2 separate regions of the Hordeum vulgare genome follow, and region 2 is linked to region 1. A link is a contact called in public Hi-C data. All regions are on one chromosome and are shown on one strand. Each heading gives the region's core, a stretch centred on a gene start, on an enhancer-like site or on the middle of the called end of the contact. The rest is flanking DNA. Distances are from core to core; before and after follow the strand shown. Region 1 holds the start of LOC123442683 (receptor-like protein kinase FERONIA). Region 2 holds the start of LOC123439358 (1,4-dihydroxy-2-naphthoyl-CoA thioesterase 1-like).

Region 1 (4,272 bases), core at 477-2,976:
ACCGGATCAAGATAAAGGAGCTCGAAAAGAACGAGGAGCAGGATGCATGGTTACCTGAACAGGAAGGCCGAGTTCGTGTGGGAAGAGAAATCAAAGCCATGGGCGAGATGAAGGCCCAAGCAGCAGCAGTTACGGCGCTGTTGGCGGGAAAAAGTGATGAGAGATTCAGCATGCACTCGCCGAGTGCTTTAGTGGACGAAAATATGTGACATGCCACCCCCGGGAGTAATATTGACCGCAAAATAAACAGCACACCAAGCAGCTCAGGGCAAAGGATAGCCACAGAACAAATGTTGAAAGGTCTCATGTTCAAAGCAAAACAAATATCTCACCGTCTTTGATTTTTCACTCCAAAAAAATATACATTTGGCATCGACAAGAATGGTCCACTGATTTTCCGTGTCCATACCACCAGTGGAAGGAATAAATCTATATTATAAAGATATAAATGTATGACATTCATAACGTTATTTAAATTCCGAACATATACCAGAGAGACTCGCCACATCCACAACATGGCATACTAGAAAATCCCGAACTATTCAAACAAAGGCAGGAAAGATTTAAGTAGGGGACTAGTTATTTCAGTGATATTAGTATGGTGCAGACTAATCATGCTATTCTACTCCGGATCATAAAACACTGAACTTAGCATGTATTGTCCACAGGAAAGTTGTAGTTTCACAATAGCATAGGGTTATTTATATTAGTATATAGCAAGTGCAACAATCTGTGACCAGTCAGCCGGTCAATAGAAAAGAAAGCTACTACCAGGATAAGGACCGGACATCGTTTTGTGCTACCATGCCATTGATGAGAGCAGATGGAGGAGTAGAGCCATGTTAATTTCCAGGTTCCAGATTGGCACAAGGGAACAGCTTGGTTGCGATTCAACTTCAAATCGCAGTCGACTTGTCATGTGGACATGCTTCCTAAGTACTTCCTTCGTTCCTAAATATAAAACCTTTTAGAGATTTTACTATGAACTACATACGGAATAAAATAAATGAATCTACACTTTAAATTATATATCTATATACATTCATATATGGTCTCTAGTGGAATCCCTAAAAGATCTTATATTTAGGAACGGAGGGAGTAGAAAACACCAGGACACGGTGTAACTGTGAACTAATTAAACATGGGATTCAAGAGTAATCTTCCATACCTCGGTCGAACAGGCAGGGAATGTGCGAGTCAACTGTGTCGTCGATCGAAAAACCTCGAGGCTGACCACCGCTTCGTCATGATTTGGATTGAAGGGGATGCGGCGCATCTGGACCTGGACTCTGTATCCGTCCTTTGAAGCGGTCAAGTGAGAGTGTGAGGCAGTGGGGGTATCTGTCCCTTGCTTGGACCATCGCCGTCCATCCGCGCCCGCTCGTCGAACCCGCTGGCACTGGCACCGGCACCAACCGCCGCTTCCGGCCATCCGCGGCCGGTGTTGGCAGCAGGGCGCCGCCATCCCTTCAAACACCCCGCACCACCGCATCTTCTCCGACGCAGGCGAGGCCCCCGCACCCCCAACCCTAACCTACTCATGTCGTCTCCGTCTCCGGCGGCTCGTCGACCGCCTGGTCTTTGCCGGAGACAGCCGCGTCGTGCTCCGGCCGGCTAGGCCGATTAGCACCCGCTCCGCTGGCTTATTGGGCCGGGCCCATTGAAGCGGGTGTGGTTTGCCGCTCAACACGAGGTTGACGGCCTAGTCGTCGAAATCATCACTTTTACGTCCAAATTTTGAATTATTTTCATAGTTGATATTTGAAACTAGATTTCATGTTAATGAATTTTGATGATATTTTCTTTCAAAAAATAACCAAAAGTGTTGCTTGTTGAGAAAAGGAAAAAAAAATCTTTTTCACCAAAACCTTGGAAAACCAAGCAAAAAAAAACATATTAAACACGAAAATGCATGTAGAAAAAAGACAAAAATCTAAGTGTTCTCTAGAACACGACACGTGGCACACGAAGGGGTAACCATCAGCAGTTGTTCCCCCTAATCGTCGGCAGCAAACCCTAAAGAAAAAAGGTCGCCCCTCTTATTGGCGGGAAGAAAAGACTACAATACCCTTTGGGCCGACCAATCAGATCCGAGACAGGAGCTGTGTGGAATTGTACTGTAGCAAAGACATTCTTGATGATGTGAAATAATTTGTTGCAACTAGGGCTGCAAGAAAAGCTCGAGGCTCGTGAGTCGCTCGAGATCGACTCGTCTTTTGGCTCGACTCGAGATCACCTCGAAAAGAAACGAGTTGAGTATGAACACTATGTGCAGTTCGGTCGAGAAACGAGCCAATCTTGAGGCAATACTAGCTCGCTCGATGTTAGCTCGATAGCTCGGTTTAAGATCATTATGTTATATATTAAATGGAAATAGAATAATTTATTACCATACATGTTGTTCACGATTTTCTCCATTTTATCTACTAGCAAACACGGAAGTTTAACTAAGTATAGAGAAAATTTAGGCCTTATTACGGTACATGGTCGGGTGTTTGTTAATGTCTCGTTGCTTTTGGCCAGAATTCCCAAGCATATGCTCCTTGATTTTCCTATCTTTCTTTCATGAAGACCATCATCTGCTGCAAGATGAGCTCTTGGAAGAATGACGTGATGGTTGTACAATCAATCGAAGTAAGCCTTTTTTCATTTTCACATTGAATGATATCTGAATATGTCTGCGGTTCTTTCTCAAGATAGAATTTATGGTTACACTATTCACGTGTAAAATACTTTTGGAAAGGGTACACGTGATTTGGTGTATTGTAAGCCGAAGTGAACATTTTTTTATGGTCTCATTTAGCTCGAAAGTAACTCAAGATCGACTCAAGATCGTTACAAGCTGTGCACGAGTCATGGTTTACGGCTTGACCTTGAGCTTCATTCAGTTTGAGCTCGCTCAAATTCGACTCGTTTGCAGCCCTAGTTGCAACATGTGGTGGTGTTACGGAGCGAGGGTGCCTAAATCTCGTAATATTGGTCTCTTGCATCTCCTTCGACCTAATTACTACCCCGGATACCCTAGGTATCGGCTGGAATCAACTCCAACATCCTGTTTTTTGATTAAATTATTTTTAATCCTTTTATTTAAATTTGTAACCGTAGGTAGCATGTTAGATCATTCCTGGGTAGCTAACAGTTTAATTTAGTACTCGACGAATAATGTAGGATGTCTTACGTTATGAGACAGAGGAATTTAAACTTTTGTCCGAGCAGGACTCCGGTCGTTTTAGCCTCGCGAGAGAAGCTCCCATGCTCTGTTTTCCCCTCCCTATCTGCTTCTTCGTCTTTGGCGGCGGCTGGACCTATCTCCTCCCCCTTTATTTCTTGGTGTCGGTGTGGGCTCCCTTTGAACCGAGGAACGACGAGTCTGTGAGTGGCGGCGGGAAGCAGCAAGCAGCAACGGCAGAGCTTGTGCTGCTCCTCTCTTACTCTCTCTCGATCTCCCCTGTGTGTGTGCATTTAGAGCATCTCCAACAGCATCGCAAAAAGGCGTGCGCGCGGTAAACGGACATTTTAGCGCGCTCCAGCGGCGGCAGGAAAAACGCGCGCGTGGGAACAGCTTGCGCGCGCGCGCGAAAAGGCGGCAGCTCGCGCGTCATCTTTGCCGCGCCGCTTCCCGCGCGCCTATAAAACGCAGCGCTCTCCACCGCTCCCTCGCGCGCCGCCACCGCTCTCTCTTCCTCTCCCTCGCGCGCCGCCACCGCTCTCTCTTCCTCTACCTCGCGCGCCGCCACCGCCCCAGCGCCACCGCCCCCGCCGCGCCACTATGCCGCCGCGCCGACGTTTTGCGTCGGGCTACCGCGGCATCCGCCAGCGCCCCAACGGCGGGTTCTACGTCGAGATACGCTCCGGCGATCTCCGGCTCAGCCTCGGCACGTACGACACGGCGCACGAGGCCGCCCGCGCGTTTGACGCGGCGGCGTGGCGCCTAGGCAGACCGCGCCGCCAGATGAACTTCCAGGACGTCCACACGCTCCACCAGGCGCTGGATGGTGGTGATGATTGGAGCGACTGGGATTAAAAGTTTTTATGTTTTCGAACTATCTATCTACTTGCACCGAACTATCTATCTATATTTTCGAACTATCTATCTAGTTGCAATCTTTGTAAAATAACTTTGTATCCTTTTTTATTTTATGCAATCTTTTTATTTTGCCCATTTTGCAATTGAAAATGTTGTGCGCGCGCTGCATTTTTGCGCGCTGCTGGAGCGGCGCGCGCTGTACTTTAGCGCTGCTGCTGGAGCCAGCGATGCGCGACGCGCCAAAC
Region 2 (4,597 bases), core at 1,904-4,403, 630 kb before region 1:
ACTCCAAGTGTGGAGCGTCCACTCATCTTGCGCCCCCCCCCCCCCCCCCCACGGGGGGAGAATATCTGCTGCACCAAGCATTGTGGTGCAACTGGTGCACTGACGCCATCCTCCTATGTTGTCACAAAATTTCAAAACTTGGATCAAGATATAAAGATGATAAATTTGTTATCAATATAGATAATGGATCAAATATGAAGCCCAACTTACATTATTTACTGTTGAATGTTGAATATGTCATTTTTATATCTCGAGATATGTTTTAAATATTGATTTAAATTTTATTATAACATAAATTGATTTTGTGTGAATATACCAACTTATTTTAAGTATTTTTAATAGTGTAACCGGCCTCCGGTGTACGATAGCAGCACAATGTCATGTTCATTGGATATCCCTGCCCCCCCTTTAGGCCTTGTTTGGTGCGCAGGGTTTGGGGAGGTTTCTCGGGGATTATCCCCGAGAGAGCCAGAAACCCCATGATTCCCTGCATGTCCATTTAACGGATAGGGTTTGTGGTAAGCAAACCCCTTCAACCCATTGAAATCCACCTCAAACCAAGTGATTTTGAAGCGTCGAGTGGGGGCCAGTGAAATTCGTGCAATGGGGATTTAAGAGGCTTGGGTGAAAGAGAGGGATTCACCAAATCCCCTAGAATCTCCACCTCCTTGGGGGCTTGAAAATCACTTATGCCAAACAAGGCCTTACTGAGATACCTATCTGTAGGCGCTCCCCGAGAGGATTTGGGCTACAAATAATTACACTACATGCATTTTCTCTACTGGTAGGACTGTGACCAAAACAGCATGTATAGCCAATTGTCTAGCACGGCGTGACAGGCCTATACCACGCACGCTGCAAGGCATAGCTCCATCTTGCCTCACTGATTCTGCAAACGACCCGGCCCATGAGTAGTTTTCTTGTGTGGACTTAGCGTTCGATCTTCTTTTATGCACTGGTTTTGTTCGGTTTCTGGCACTTTTATTTGGTTTTACATGTTTCTCAATTTTTGGCTTTTAATTTTAATTTTAGTTTTTATTTTATTTTTTGTTTTTTATTCTCTGCGGTTCTTTATTAGTTTTTCTCTGTGTTTCTTTCTTTCTCCTTTTTTCAAATACATGTCCACCTTTTCCAATACAAGTTATAAATTTTCGTGCAAATTTGCGTCATTTTCATTTTAGGTTTAAGGTGCATAGCTTTAGCGGGCGGACTCTTCAAAAGCTATTCCCAGTCATTTAAAACTTTGGGTTTCCCTGATTTTCACTAATTATTTGGACAACTCTTTCCTTCTTTTTGTTAATTGGTTTGGAAGAGCTTATCACACTTGCCGCACGATACAACTATTTTTTTCTTAATTAATAAAAATGAAAAGTCTTTGTTCCTGTTTCAAGAAAACAAAAAACACTACGTGCAAATGCAGAGAGAGAAGTGTTGGTTTATTTGTTAGTTGCGCAGTCGATACTCGCTTGTAGTACTTCTATTTATCATTGCTTTATTTTTTTCCCTTCATGTTGTTAATCTTTCTATGTTGTAGCTGATCCAACTTATTGATCAATCAAATAGATTTATGTAACGATGGGAAATGTGAAATGGACAGATGACCTAAACCCATAGAAGAATATTGGGTGGTTGTTTGATTGCTACCTTGAGAGAACAGAATAACACGTTGTGGCGGAGAGAGTATGCATTAAGGTAATAAAGGCGCGTGGATGGAGCGAGTATATAGATAGTACTCCCTTCATTCTTAAATATATATATATTTTTAAAATTTTATTACAGTCTACATATAAAGCAAAATGAATGAATTTATATTTTAAAATACATTTATGTACATGCGCATATAGTTATAGTAAAAAATTTAAAAAAACTTATATTTAAAAATGAAAGAAGTATATGGTAGTACCGTAGTATAAATAACTGATATGATAATGACAAGAAGAAGAAAAAGCACTTCATCCGTAAAGAAATATAAAAGCGTTTCGATCACATCACTAAAGTACAGAGGGAGAACCTGATAGGATAATGTCCAAAAGGAAAGATAGGATAATGTCAAAAGAAAAGGAGTAACTGATAGGGTTTGTCTGTTCTTAAATTATTATTAATCGCTTGATAGGCGACCAAACAAGAAATGAGAATTATGTACTAGTAAATGTACACATCGAGATGATAACGATACTTCGAGTAGCTACAGTTTGCTGGTGGGGGTGGTTGTTGATGCAGCTGCGGCGGCGTACTTCTTGAGGGCGTCGCCGGCGTGGTGCAGGTTGTCCGGCACGGGCAGGTTGCAGAGCAGCGTGACCCTGGACTCGGCGATCTGCGGGCCCTTCTTCCCCTCCTCCGACGGGTCCATCTTCCACAGCTTCACCTCCCACACCTATCCAAACCCAATCGGTTCTGGTCAATCCCTCAAAATCCAGTTCCACGTCCGGTCCGAGGTGGAGCAAGGTTGATGGCGAGGCGATTAACAGGAAGGCGACGGACGAGGGGCGCAGACCTGGGTGGAGCGTCCGAGGTGGACGGGGACGGCGCGCGCGAGGACGACGTCGCCGAGGGCGGCGCTGCGGAAGTGGTTGATGGCGAGGTGCACGCCGGCGACGCGGCTGTACCCGGACGCCATGTGCGCGCCCATGCTGGCCAGGCCCTCCGACACCAGCGCCGACACGCCGCCGTGCAGCACCTTGAACGGCTGGCAGCAGCGCCCCGTGACCGGGAGCCGGCCGGAGAGCAGCGATGGCGACACCTCCTGCATCTCGAAGCCCACCGCGTGCAGCACCGCGTCCAGCTCCGCCGTGTCGATGCCACCCGGCTTCGCCGCCGCCATGCCTCCCTCGCTTACTCGATTCCCCTCCCCTTTCTTGTTCACAGAGAAAAACTAGGCGGACAGCGAGCCTCTAGAGGCAGAGCCAGCCGCGCAATAATTAGTGATAACTACTGGTAGTAGTAGGAGTAGTAGGGGTTCTGAAGCAGTGGTTGGATCATTCAAAGTCTTCAAAGGGCTAATCATCGGCCCCGTTTTCTCTCTCTCTCTCTCTCTTGTAGTTGGTCGATCACCTCCAACAACCATGCCCACTACAGTACTACCCTACTACTACCATAGCACTACTGGTGAAGCTGCTGCACGAATTTCACTGCCGTGATGGGCGCCTACGTGGGCACCATATGCCAAGTGGTGATCCTAATCATGATCACCATACGGTTCTTTACATCGCAGTGAAATTGGTGGCTGCTGAGTAGCATGGGGAGGACACGTTCTGAAATCAGCACAAGGCACACGGTCCACCCACCAGTCAGCCTGCAGCGTGAGTGCTGGTGGAATGCTGGGTAGGTTAGGAGAAGATGCCCTCGTTTCCTCGAAACTTTCACGTGTATTTCCTTGGACATGGATGTAAGATCGCGCCGCCACCCAGGGCGACGTTAGGGGGACCAATTCTTCCACACCGCCGGTCCTCCCACGAGGCAGATCCCTGCCGTCGCTGCAGTCGGCACTGGCCACGGTGATGGCGGCGCCCGACGCCAGAATGGTTAGGGCAGAAGGGTTGCGCCGGATCCCCCATGAGGCGGCTGGGGTGCCTCGTGCGACAGTCGCAGCGGCGTCCTGGCTGTGCGGCGGCAGCCGGCGAATTCATGGCTGGCGAGGTGCTTTGGTGCAGGGGCGGACACAGACAACATTCTGACTCGGGGCACATCATTTGACTGGGGTACACTTTGTATAAGTTTATTGACTTTGAAGTCTTTTCTTTTAAAATATGCACATATGTAAGGGGAATTCAAATTTTTGAGTGGGGGGCTGTACTTGGGTCCGTCCCTGCTTTAGTGGAATCCTGCAATATGCGATGGACGGCGGCGGTGGCCGTGGATGTGGCGTCCTGGCCAGATCCATCGTGCTTCGGCTTTTGCCGAACTACGACGCGTGATAGGAAAAAGGCCAAGGAGAGAGCTGCTGAGGAGGTCGTTGATGATAATAAGGGACCAAAGACTCTAAAGGGACCTTCAACAACCATTGTGACTCGAACACTTGGAGGCACTCATCCATCGAGATTCATACCTTGGAGCGGACGAGGCGACTCGGGCGGCTCCTGAAACCCTAGCCGCCGGCCGTTCCCCAGCCCGTCCCTTCCCTTGCCGTCGTCGGACGAAGGCCTCCATGCACTCCTGCCTGGCTCCCGGCTGTTGACAGCAGATTCGTTAGTGGCCTTCCCCAACCTCCCGACCTGCTTCCTCCGCCACATCAGGAGCACCGGACCCCATCTCCGCCCCCCTCCCGCTTCGCCGCTGCTGCAGGGGACGCAGGCGAAGCCGCGCGCGCCCCGGGGATGGCGGCGGCGGGGCTCTAGCGGTGGCGCCCCGCGTCGGCGGTTGCGGGATCCCGTGTGATCTCGCCAATCGGCGGCGGCGGATGGCGGATCCAGGACTCCATGGCCTGGATCTGGCGGGGCACTCAGCCCTGGTGGTAGGGAGCGGCAGCCGGGCGAGGCTGCGCTGGTCGGCTGGGCACGAGCAGCGTCCAGGGCGCGCGGTGCAGTGGCCTTGGCTGGGGGTCGTGATGGTGCGTGGCGGCCATGCTCAGCGGTTGGTGGCGGTGGATATCCAGCGCAGC

Evidence for each region. Hi-C and Micro-C count contacts between places; a contact is called where the count stands out from the background.
Region 2: a Hi-C map of seedling shows a contact between it and region 1, with 1.7 times the contacts expected there. The contact joins the promoter of LOC123439358 here to the promoter of LOC123442683 in region 1.

What each region holds. Positions count from the first base shown.
Region 1 is chr3H:22,818,672-22,822,943 of MorexV3_pseudomolecules_assembly, reverse strand. It overlaps LOC123442683 (receptor-like protein kinase FERONIA), which reads right to left and starts at 1,726. Exons shown (of 5, transcript XM_045118793.1): 1 at 1,169-1,726; 2 at 55-951.
Region 2 is chr3H:23,449,350-23,453,946 of MorexV3_pseudomolecules_assembly, reverse strand. It overlaps LOC123439358 (1,4-dihydroxy-2-naphthoyl-CoA thioesterase 1-like), which reads right to left and starts at 3,153. Exons shown (of 2, transcript XM_045116083.1): 1 at 2,495-3,153; 2 at 1,952-2,374. The coding sequence starts at 2,821. The coding sequence ends at 2,186.